Linked DNA regions of Bicyclus anynana: region 2 is linked to region 1. Evidence: chromatin contacts called from public Hi-C data. All regions are on one chromosome and are shown on one strand. The core of a region is the stretch at or near the end of the contact, and the rest is flanking DNA. Distances in the headings are between cores, read along the strand shown. Region 1 overlaps LOC112046662 (sal-like protein 3). Region 2 has its middle 91 kb from the start of LOC128199890.

Region 1 (6,491 bases), core at 2,950-5,449:
ATACCCCACCAAACCTCAGAATAAAACCATAATCATTAATAAACAGTACACATTAAAATATTTATCTGGAAGAAGGAGTTTTTATATGTTGTCTTATGTATTTATAAATTATAATTATTAAATAATTAAAAATCTAACACGTTATAACATTTATAGTAGTTCGTAAGTAAGAGTCTCTTATACATTCTAAAGGCTCTAATATGTCACAAAGGCCAGAAAATATAAGCATAGCACATTCGTCGGACTTGTTCCGTAACACCTATCTACATATACACCTACCTACTTGCCAATACGTAGATACGTATATTCGTTTTATTTTTTCGTATCAGTCGATAATGGTATAAAGCATGGCTTTCAAAGTTTAATTGTTACCTAATTGAAAATGATAGAATCATAAATTAAATTCCACTGTGGACGGACAAAAAATTGATAGGTAGGTAGTTATGTTACTCGTGCCTCGGTACCTATTTATAAGTTTGAGGTACGTATTCTGAACAGGGATAAAAAAGCCTAGATCGCTCCGCTGGTTAAGAATTTATTATATCAATCTGGTATTCAATAATAATTTTATTGGCCACTTCGTACACGCATAATTTCTATTTCCAGTGTGATTAAAAAAATACATGTATCGCTGCTGATAAAAATAATTTGATTTAGAACTAAATCAAATTATGCTTTTAAGCTTGCTCATTAACCATTAACGTATTATATATATATAGGTTAATCAATTTGTTAAGTCAACGTTGAAAGGAGAACGGCCCAACCAAATCAAAATTAATTTTATTTTTATATTTTAGGCACATTTAAGTTATTATACTTAGGGTAACGTAAAAATTTTGAGGAAAATAGTAGTTAAAGACGACCCTTTTATGTTTCCATATAAACCACAGATTTGACAGAACGAAGGCACCTAGTTATGGAAAAATAGGTACCAAGGTGAAAAATTGCATTTTATTAGAAAATCATTTACCGTACATTTGTGTTCACGTAGATATATTTTCGTAGTTTGTAGGCCCACAGTTGCTACGTGTGCATAATCAACTCGTAAAAAATATCACAGAAAGTTCCTACTAGTATTAGGTAGTTGGAACCTGCGTACTAAATTACTGGAAGGCCATTGACCTATTAGATAATTATGTTTATGCGGATATGTTTTTAGAACTACGAGTATGTAGTTACTCGTAGGTAGATTTCCAATTACATTTGTAATGTCTACTTATATGTAATAGTAGATAATATAACATTATGAATGGCGCTGTCAGACCACTGGTAATAGACCATTTAAATATAGTAGAGGCGCCGCAATAAATAACTCCAGTAGGTATATTTTATTGATAAGAGTCCCGCGTGGTCACTTTCAGAAACTTACGAAAAATGTTATTTTGTCAAGCATAAATAATCTTTTTATGACGAGAAGCGTAGGTAAAGGCTCAAGGATTTATAAGCAATAAATATTTTACGACGTGAATTAATATTCCGATCGTTTTTCGTGACGTTGTTTTTATGAGTTATCATTTTTGTGGCGACGAGCGAGCAAGACGCGCGGCGGTACGCCCGTATGAAATATTGGTCGAACTGATTAAAAACTTGAATTGCCCGGTAGGTAGGCAATATAAATAAGAAAAAAATGCTGTGTTCTTTTAACAACCTTTGCGTATTGTATAAAATATTGAATTAATTATTTTGAGTAGACCTCAAGTTGCTTTATTATTTAAATATTTGATCATAAGTAAGTATACCGGAGCTTTGTTGATCGGATTTCTTTTATGATACCGCCCGCCGTTTGATTTGAAAGGATTCGGGGAGGCTTCAGGTCAGCTGTCATCCGACGAAATGTCGCAACGACATTGAATTAAACGTAGTTGTACTTGTGTTTGTTGATGCACTTAATAATTATTGAGATTTTTTTGAGTAAACTTACTTCAAGCAAGCTTTAGTCTATAAAAATAAAAATATTTTGAATTTATATCTTCCTAAAGAAAGTAGGTACTCGTACTTAAAATAAACTCGTTAGTATGTGGGCAATTTATTTATTGAACACTTTTAACAAAACAATTTGGAATTTCTCTTTTCAACGTTCCTTAATTAATGAAATGGTAAGGTTTATTTTAAGACAATAGTTCATACGTAAATAAGAATTGCATTTCCAACTGCATCAAACTAACAAGCCACATCGATAAATCAGCGAAAGCGCGAAGTGGTCGGCCTGTGAGTAGTTTGTTACCTAAGACTTAAATAGACATTAAAGAAAGTCGCTTAAAGGACTTAACTGCCATTTAAGGTTAATGCGAGGAATATGTAGACGGGGTGACAGAGACGGCTGCATAAATACCTTAACATTTACCTACATAAAAAGTTTTCAAACTCTTTTGTGCTCATCGGGAACTCACAGAGTGTTTAGATATATGGTATGAGTAGGTATAGTCCTACAATCATCTACAGTTTTCATCACGATTTATAATCTACACTGTACAGTAATAATATCATAGGTAAAACTTTTTTGCTCTGGTATTATGTACATTTTATAGTTGGTTGCTCTGAGTGGTTGTCAATTAGTGGATGAGCCTCATTTCATATTTGTTTATTTCTCGTTTGAGTCTGTTTTTCATTTAGCTGCTGCTTTTTTTAAAAACAATCATTTTGAACTGCGAAAATTTTAATGTAAAGCCATAGTTAGGTAGTGGATAAGGGTTAGGGTAGGGGGAGGGTAGGAGTAGGGTAAGGGTAGGGAAGAAGTGCACAAAAGTCAAAGCGAAGCTTGACCGGGTCCGCTAGTATTACATATATAAGAAACATTCGTCATGATGTCTTTGTACATTTAGAGATACATTTATGAACTTAGATTAATTTTTACAGTCAAATATCCAACAGTTTCCGAGAGTTGGTCGACATTTATTTGCCAAGTCGGTGGGCACGGATGTAAGGAAAGACAACGGCTAAAACTAATGCGAACTAAAGGCGTCGGCTAGGGACTTGTAATTACGGCCTGCAAAATTAATGCACTGAAACTTAGATGAAATGAAACCGGAGCATAAAGTTCGTCGTAGCGCACGAGCAAGTTGCTTTTCGATGTCGCGGCCAACTTCCGAGTAAAGCTCGAATACGAGTAGGGGCTTCCGTGATTTTAATAAATAAGTAATTTTATGTAGATCCACTGGTTGTTTAGATACTAAGCATATATTTGCGGATACGTTTAGATGTATGTTATTACTGGTTTTAAAATTTTATTCTAGTTTAATTATTAGATAGGTTTGATATGTTGTGAAAATTAGAAGAAATGTTGTAAAAGAGCAGATTTGTGTCGCTATTTGTGTTGGTACTCGTAACAATAAAGTAAAAGCTGGCGCCGGGCCAGCAGTATTCAATCGGAGCTCATACTTAGAACGTGACTGCTACACGATTATCATTTTGCTAGCTGCACGTATACGAAGTATCGGTGTATGAAATATGTGAAAATGTGAAATTTTTACATACTTGCGTATTTATTAAAACTATTCTTAATAAAATATTAACTCACCTTGGTAGAAAAGCCTCTATCGCAGACGGTGCACTTGAAAGGCCGTTCCTTGGTGTGGCTCCGATAGTGGATCTCCAGTGCCGAGTTGCAGGCGAATGTCTTGTAGCAGATGGTACACGTTGTGTTGCCGCGCACTGCATACAAACAAATTGACTGTTCATTGCCACTATAAAACTCCGAACATAAATACGTATCAACACAATGTTTAGTTGAATTCTAGGAAATCGTTATTTATAGTTTAATATGGGAATTGTCCAGCAAAGAGGGGTTATTGAGTAAATCATTTTTAGGAGAGAGGAGTGGAGCGGACGACCGGGGCGGACGTATAGCAAGAGCCCGCTATCGCATACCTGCGGGAGGAAAGGCAAGTCCGAGCGGGCTGAAGGGCGATCCGCCGAGCGCGCCGAGCGCCGCCAGGGGCGTCGGGGGCGACGGCAGCGGCGAGTGGTGTGGCAGACGCGGCGGCGTGGACAGCGCCGACGGCGACGGCGACGGCGACGGTGGCGACCCCCGTGCACTCCGCCCGCTCTCCGAACCTGTCGCCGATGGGAGGGAAGCCGTTGTGGTGATGGTTTTTACTTCAAATTCGGACGCCGAGGCGCAGACGGAGAGCGGTGAAGTTCGACGATCTTTGATATCTGGTTCGTCGTCGAACTCCCGAGTGGCGGGCTCGCGCTCGTCTCGGCCGCTCTCGTCGTCGGTTCCGCGGGAGTCCGCCCTTCGGTCGCCGGGAGTGGAAGGAGTGGGGAAGATAGGAGGCGGTATTGAATGGAAGGAATTGTACTCTGTGACGTCTGACCCGGGTAATGACTGACTGTTTATCTCATTATCGTGATACTGGTTAAAGAACACATTGTTTCGTTCACCCGTGTGAAGACGGATGTGTTGATGTAACATTGATGGATCCGAAAATTTTTTATGACACACGGGACATTGGTGTAATAACTGTGATGGAGGCTTTATACGGTGCACTCCCATATGTGTTTTTAAATTTCCTTTAGTGGTAAACGCACGACCACATAATTTGCATCGAAATGGTCGTTCACCAGTATGAGTCCGATAGTGCATCTGTAAAGCACTTTTACAAGACAATACGCGATGGCATACAATACATTCATTTGGATCAGATACTTTGTTATTGATATTATCTACTAATTGTTGCAATTTTGTTGTTTCTGAGGTTTTCGTGATTTCTATTAAGCTTTCCCAAGAGTTATCGTTGCTACCTGGACGTGGTAAAATTGCATTGTAAAACAATGGGTCGCGAGTAAGAGCACTATCCATTGTACTATTGGGATGGTGGTGAAATGGTGTAAGGCTACCCGAAGAAACACTACTTGGGGGGGAGTGTGGAAAAAGTGGAAATGAAGGGAAAGTACGTAGTCCCGTTGCTATTGAAATTGGTCCAGATATCGATGAAGTCTTACTTGAGAGATTTTCCGGTTGATCTGGATCGGGCTTCACGTGTGGACTATCTCTGCCGATTTGATCTTCGTTGCTGTATTTGGAATCCATACTGCAGTCATCGTACGGTGATGTGGATGGGTATCGATCTTGTTCTGCATCTTGTCCTATATCATTGTCTTCGATTTCTCGCTTAGGTGATATACGATCAGTCTCTTCAAAACTGGAATCTCGTTGACTCTCTTCGTCTTGAGGTTCAGACTTAAAAATATCAGACGCGGGTCGAGGAGGGCTTGGTGCGGAAGGTTTACTGAGATCAGCTGGTGCGTCTTGTTCTTCTCGCATAGCAAAAAGTGGGTGATGTGAGAGAGGCTTATCACCCAAAGGGCGTGGAGGCAATAAATCGTGATGCGGTGGCCTGTATAATGGCAAGTTTGGCGGAAAAGGAGCTGGGGCTCCTGGGGGAAACTGAAGTGGATGTGGCGGCATTCCAGGAATGGGCCCCGGCGACAATTGCGCTAATAACGGTGGGTGATATTTATCCAAATGTTCTGGAACGGGATTAGGGTTCATTTTGACATGTGGAAATTTCGAAGTATGCCTTTGGAAATGAACTTTAAGATTTCCTTTGGTTGTAAATCGAGAGCCACAGACGTTACATTTGAAAGGTCTTTCCCCTGTGTGAGAACGAATGTGAATTTGAAGTGCAGAGTCGCTACCGAACACTTTTCCACAATATCTACAGCGATGCTTAAAGAAAGGTTCGTTACGGCCACCACTTTTTCCATCATAAGGTGACATTTTTCCGGATTTTCGAAAAGCTAATTCGTCGGCAAGATTATTTGCTAGAAGGCCCTGTGATGCATTGTCGAGTACTTCCTGTGCCCGTTTTTGAAGCATTTCAAGTGTATTTGGTTCATTTAGGGACGGTGGAGGATCATTGTTTGTTATGATGGAAGATGCTAATGACGAAGAAATTGAACTATAAAGTGGGTGGGTCATTAAAGATGGTGAGGAAGTTGGAATCTTAGGGATAGATATCTGTTCAGTTTTGGGTGTATGATGTGTGTGAGTCGACGGCAAACTTTGGCTAGTAGGAGGAGAGGGTATAACAGGCGACGGCTCCCGTGGCGGACGCGGCGGCGACGGTGATCGAGCCGGCGTTGACGGGGCATTCTGTTCTGGTTCACTTGGCGGTGGGCTGTGTGGATCGTCTTCTTTCCGTCGAGTTAGAGATAACTGATTCTGAAGCTGACGTATTAACTGAAGTTGAAATACTTGTTGTGACTGTAAAGTGTATAGAGTGTTGTGTAACACTTGTAATTCTTGTATAGCAGCTTCGTTATTTGCATTATTTGCCATCGCTGTTGCAGCGAATTGGGCGACCGCTACTCTCGTATTTTGTAGAGCCTCAAGAGTAACGTGTCCTGCCAAAGGGAACGGCAGACCCACGGGGGGCATGTCGGCTTCAGGTATTTCGGCCTCGCCGTCTTCGAGACTATTATTATTTTCAGCATCTTGTCGATGCCTCCTGACTTGCTCTAGTCGTTTATTGGGACCATCCATTTCT
Region 2 (6,491 bases), core at 1,693-4,192, 220 kb after region 1:
AATAGATTAAATTATCAATATAATAAATAGAAATGATCGTAATCCAATTCTTTAAAGCGTAGGTAGGCGCCTACCTAACTGTATAATTAGGACCGTCTAAGTTATATTATATCTAATTCAGTCAATCAATTTCGTCGTGTTATTAAATAATAATGCAATTATGAAGTTTAATGCCATCCTCAATTTGATCCCAATATAATCTAAGGTTCAAATTATGGATTGTAAAGTCATAACTGAGTTCATAATAAATTCCAAGAAAGCAACTTCTATTGATACAATAAAATAATAATAAGTAGGTACCTCAACTACTAATTAAAACCGTCGAGAGCAAATTTATATAAAAAATCGTCAGGGTGGTCTTCTCTGTCATTATTTCATAATAAAAAGGAATAAGAGTTTTAATCGTCGTAAAGGCTTTTATTTCTAGAATATCGATCTTCAAGTCGCGAATACAACGAAAGAACACGATTCCTACTAATTAATGTAAGCACCGAGGAGTTAATTAATTGTCGGCTACTCGTGAGGGAATGAAATATTTATAAAATTCATAACAGAGCTAATTATGAAACATGTCCTCGCCTCACCCGCGCCACCCGCGGTTGCGGTGCCGCTGCAGAAAAACCCAATAAGTCCCTACTGCCTGCACTTGCAATCCTTTTTCTCATGTCCACAGATTAAAGAATAATAGGCAGAAGCGCACGGAACACGGCAGTGATGCAGCCTTTCCAAATACGAATACATTCTCAGTCAGTACGACACGAAGCGTCGCATTAGTAATTTTCACTATTATTAAAAAAAATGGCGTCTTATATTTTTAAATATTTTAAAAGTGTTCACAAAAACTAAAGGTGGAGTATTTTTTTTAGGTAATTTTGGTCTAGGTTGCTATTAATTACGTAGGTAATTGTTGTTAGTTAAATCTTGAAATACAAATTATGAAAATTTTTTATCCCATTTTATATTTTATAAGGAGATGCGTGACGCTTGTTTGTTTTTTATGAGTTGCACCGGCCTCACCGCTTGACTTGAAGACTCATTCTGTATCATCTCATATCTCTATTCTGTGCTCATGCCACCATAGGTCGGCGTCCACATATCTGCATCGTAAGTAGCGAACGCATCGCATCAAACGGATCGTAGTATTCTTTGTATAGAGATATTGTATGATACAAGTGCGTCAACTGAACCACTGTTACTTACGATGCCGATATGTGGACGCCTATCTTAACCCGACAGCGCACCACAATCGTGAAGCGTTTTTGTTCAAACGACCAAACGGGGCGACAACTATGTAGTCGGCAATTGTAGTTGATCGTAGAACAGACGCAAGTAGCCATTTATACAAAATACCTGTGCGATATAGCAGCAATAAATCTCCTTATCTACGATCGAAGCGCGTTAGTCCATCTTCATTCAGGGAAAACTTACGAATGGGAAGAAAATGAGCGGCAGCTTCATCGAGATGGGTACCATAAAATTTTGTTATTGTAAAACAAGAAGTAACGTGCCATCTGCAGCGGCAAAACGTATAAGGCGGGCCGCTAAATATTTATCAGTAAATTAGTATGCCTAAACTAACGAAATCAATTAACTTCGCTTTTTGCTGATAACTGGTTTCGTACAACGACATTCCGGTATTTCGCAACATGGATGATGTCGAACAATCCCTCCGCCATGACATAGTAATGTTTTACGTACATATCTGTCCATCGTTCGACTTTTTGTGTGGCATCGATAGCTTCGGTAGATTCTTGATTCCTGACAAATTTGCGATGTAAACGCTGCTCAGATGTAAACAGAGTAAAAACAATTTAATTGGAAATTAAGAGATGGTGTCAGTACCGACGATCATATTTGTCAGGATTCACATGGAAGATTTTTTTTAGTTTTGGGATGTAAGTATCGATTTGAATTAAAACTACCAAGTTAGAGTCGTCCTAGACGAAATTTTGAGATAAACTCATAAGGTAAGTATGTCTCTTTCAGATTACTGTATTACACTATGGTATCAAATGTATTTTTATAGGTAGATGTTATGTAGATATATTTTGTGATAATGATTGACATTTTCTAGTAGGTTTAGTATACGAACTTTTGAAACGTCTATTGTTTTTTTGTTTGAAATGACTAGTGACTAAACCACGGTTAAGGAAGGCAGGATCTGTTGAGAAAAGCTGTCATTAAACTCAACAGTTAGTCTTTTAAGAAATCATACATTAGGTATAGTTTACAATAGTTAGATTAATTAGAATTTTTATTTTTAGAATTTAAACTATCGTGAGTGTTATTCGTATTAAATGATTAGGTATAAAACACGGCTAAAACTCACGTGATATTAGGTCGGAGTATGCCCGACTAGTTTCGAACTCATACGAGGCCCTTAGCCGTGATAGCATTGTTTCATATTCATTTAATTAGTATTTATTTTACTTCCTGTATGAAGGTGGAAGCTTAACCAATAGCTTAGTCCACTTTATTTCCAATGGCGCATGAAATTTGAGCCTATCAAAAAAGTTGATGCACTTCTTTGTATTAAACTCTTGTTTTACGTAAACTTACTGATAAGTATTGTATGACTCATAGGCACTCAGATAGACATCTATTACAATAAACAGTAAGTAATAATTATATACCTAATTTAATTCTTGAATTTGACAAAACCATACCAAACTCCAAGTAAAGCAAAGCAATAAGTCATTACACGAAGCCAACACATCCGAAAGCGAACACCTACTAGTACAGTGTTCGGAAACTTGAGCCCGCGTGAGCAATCTACAGAACTGCAGATTTCGAAGTTAAACGGTCGAACTTGCGACCCTGGTAGCGTTATATTGAAGGAACAAGACAAGTTTTGCATAGAGCGGAGTAGCCGTACATCAAAACAACTGGTGTCGTGGCGATGAGGCGAGGGAGGGAGGCGCGGGGGGTGGGGAATGGGGCGGATCGGGGCGGGCGTGCAGCCTGCAGCGTGCAGCGGCGCCTCCCGACTGCACTCCGCACTGACGCAGCGAGCGCTGCACTCCCGTCGGCGCCTCGGCGGCGTCCACAGCGAGCCGACGGAGAACCACTTTCAAATAACGCCGGACACACACGATCAAGTGTATACCGTCAAGTACACTAAGGAATTTGGACATTAAAAAAAACCGAAAGCATACCTATACAAATATTTCGATGCTATTTCTCTGCCCACATCTCTGGCGTAAACTTGATCGTGAGTGACTGGCATAACTGCATTTATGTGGACACATTAATTTTAACTATCAGCACACTTTAAAAACTGCTTTTAAATGTTTAACGAACAAAATATGTTTGTAATTAAAAATCTTTGCCGATATAAATCAGTTAATTATCTATATTGAGTATTTAAAAATTTTAAAGTCTCAAAAGAGTGCTTTTAAGATAAAACTTGATACAATTATATTATTTAGTTGCAAAAGCTTTATTGAACCGACAGTCTGTTGTGATACAGCTGACGCCATCTATCGGCCGATAGCGGAACTACTTATAACAGAGATAGAACCTTATCAGATTTCTAAGATACTGTATATTTCTGGAACAAGGAAATAGGGACATCAGCTGACGAGCACCGGAAATTTTGCGATTCATGGTCCATTAACAATTATTATTAAAATTAATCGATATATAACAAATAAAATTGAAATGTCTATTCTATATCGGTGATTTCATAATACCTGTGTTATCTCAAGTGCTTATAGTTGTTTGCACGATAGGTACCAAAACATAAACAATTTTTGTCTGTCTGTCTGTTTGTCCGGGCTAATTAATCTTTGGAACGGCTAGACGGATTTTAATGGGACTTTCTCTATAAGATAGTGAGGTTATTGATATGGAAATTTTTACCCGGAAAAATCAATGGTTCCTTCGGAATTTGTGAAAAACCGAATTTCACGGGTGCAAAGAAGCAGGCGTCCGCTAGTAAATAAACATAATTAGGTAATTACTGCTCTAAGGGCAAAAAGGAGGTACATTTAATAGGTATAATAAATACATACTTTGAACAACTAAATAGTCACGAATAGAGTAAGTTCTATAGACACAATTTTTAAATCAGTCCCGCCGTTTCTATCATTAAGACTTGAATAATTTCAGCTTGCATTAGACATCAAAAAGGCTTTATAAGCTGTTTTTTTATAGTCTATGATTTGGAATCGAGTCAGTGAAAAAAATATTTTTAGCATATCGCCTGATTCGCGTATCAGTTAAACCCTTCGACCATTAATAACAGGACATACCTCGCTGACAGTTACCCCTCTGGCAAAGATCAAAAATCAATGATCTAACGCGCTTAATAAAAACTGTTGCTTTAAAGTCGATGTTTCATTGTTGGAATCGTTTTCGTCGTGTAAAGAGCTCCTTAAAAATGCCGGTTTGTGTAGTTGAATGGCATAAAAAACGGCCAAAAACTTGTAGTTTAGTAAATGATGGAGTAACGTTACATTTGTAAGTATTTCTACTATAATTTTATCAAATTTGTAATAAAAACAATTTCATAAAAGAATCGATTCTTTTGACGGAACAGCAAAAAATCGATCGAATCGAACATTCTATGTGTATATTCTGTGGATAGTCTAAGCGATGTGTCAGTGTAAAAATTACGCGTGTGTGTATTGAATATATTTAATGGTGTTAAATGTTTTTGATGTGTGAGTTTACCTCGTCCCCCTCAAAAAACGACAGACTTTTTTGTTGGTGAATTTGGGTGCGAATCAGGTCCATAGTTCAAAGGTTAAACCTCGCTAGTGACTTTGTCTCTGTCTATTTATGTTTTCGTTGTTTTTTCCTGTAAAATTTCGAGTAGCAAACATCCGTTAAACGAAACATCTTCATAACGTTTTTACATTCAGTATCAAAGAGAACTTTAAAAGGTGATCTGCTATAAAACGGTCTTCCTTCTGTGACACTCCAAATTGGAGCATTACGATACCAAGACGCCAGTTAAACATAATTCGCCTTGTAAAAGCTTATCTACCCGCCGAATGTAACGACGCGACCTTATCGATAATAAATATAAAAAAGGAAATTTTATCGAAAACTGGAACAATGTTATGAGCCCATCAAACGTGCATTTTTATAACTGTGACGATGCACATTACAATTTGTAATGGCAACATCCGCGGATACGGACTTAATTTACATGCAAATACATCGGCATTATTACAAAAATGAACATCCTGTCGCATTGCGATCGATTTGCATATTTTTTAATAATATATCAGGAAAAATAACAAAGGCATTCATTTATAAAATGGACGGCATACAATAGTTGGTGTTTCCGGTGAATTATTCATAAAACTAAATCAAAGCGTCATCATAATCAGTGTTAGACAATTAGCTGTTTATTACGACACGTTGTACGGAAGCTATGGCATGGAGGTGTGCATATATTACATCTATCATACCAGCTGTGCTCGTCGGCTTGACGAACATGAAATTTAAGATAGCGATCTAAGATATATTATCGAATAACAGGAATTCGTCCACGTGGAATTCAGAATGGGCCTCAAATTATTTTTGCTGACAACACACATCTAGATGGTCTCGCAAACACTAACTTAACTAACTTGTTGAGTTTAATTTTTTAATAAGGTTTAATTTTAAAAATATCAACAACTTATAAACTAGATAAATAGTTCTTATCCTATCTAAATCCTACGCTAAATTTCTAAGAAGGTAGAATTTACGATGAAATGCAAAGTAAATTATTATCAAAAGTTCATTGTAGGAGAGTAACTAAACTATTCATTGGGGATAAAATCATTATTACTGCCGTCAATGACATCAAGACATCATTGACTGTAAAATTAATAGGTAAGTAGATACCTATAGGAATAGATTGTGACTGTTAAGGTGCAGTTACATTTGTAATATTGGCGTTTATTTTTAGCAAACAAACTTATAAACACACAGTTTGAAACATTTTACAGGGCTTCCTAACACCTACATACGGGTTAGCACCGCCTTCAAACTGATCAGCAGGTAGAACATAATATACTTAGTGATGTTATTTTTCCCTTAAATTTCTCAAGTTAGCCTTTATGTGGGTTACACAATGTATATTAATATTAATGCATGTTATGTTTAATTATTCAAAAGTTTTTTTTTTGTATATAACGTTGACTTCCTAATAAATAAATACACACTTTGCAAATAAGCACCATTTTAAAGTTCAAAAGTTGAAAGTAACATATTTAGTCTTTATGATTTATTTCTAGCTATTTATTTATATCTACTTTAATAATTTATTTAGGAATAATTGTACAAGGCCCCTTAGTTTATTTACGCTTCGAGGCGAAGCGTGCGTTTTGTTGTCATTTACATAAGAATACGACACCAGCACATCGGCATAACCGGCACCGGCGTTTTTTGTGCGTCCTATGAATTTGTTTTCATTATCTTATCATAGAATGCATAAACATTTTTTTGTTTTAATGCACTCATCATTTATTCATTATTTATAGAATGGTAATATT

Evidence for each region. A called contact is a pair of places that touch in the nucleus more often than the background predicts.
Region 2: a contact with region 1 is called in a Hi-C map of whole body, with 6 times the contacts expected there. The contact joins two enhancer-like sites. A contact is called at or near these places in 2 of 2 Hi-C or Micro-C datasets (whole body and whole larva).

The regions. Positions count from the first base shown.
Region 1 is chr3:8,861,257-8,867,747 of ilBicAnyn1.1, forward strand. LOC112046662 (sal-like protein 3) reads right to left here. Exons shown (of 9, transcript XM_024083373.2): 2 at 4,945-6,491; 3 at 3,868-4,053; 4 at 3,518-3,651. Among protein-coding and RNA genes, the nearest start is that of LOC112046662, 19 kb to the right of the region's middle. Within about 2 kb of position 4,200, at least 7 of the 8 cell types and tissues checked have open chromatin away from gene starts, as enhancers often do.
Region 2 is chr3:9,083,504-9,089,994 of ilBicAnyn1.1, forward strand. No RefSeq gene overlaps it. Among protein-coding and RNA genes, the nearest start is that of LOC128199890, 91 kb to the right of the region's middle. Within about 2 kb of position 2,943, at least 8 of the 8 cell types and tissues checked have open chromatin away from gene starts, as enhancers often do.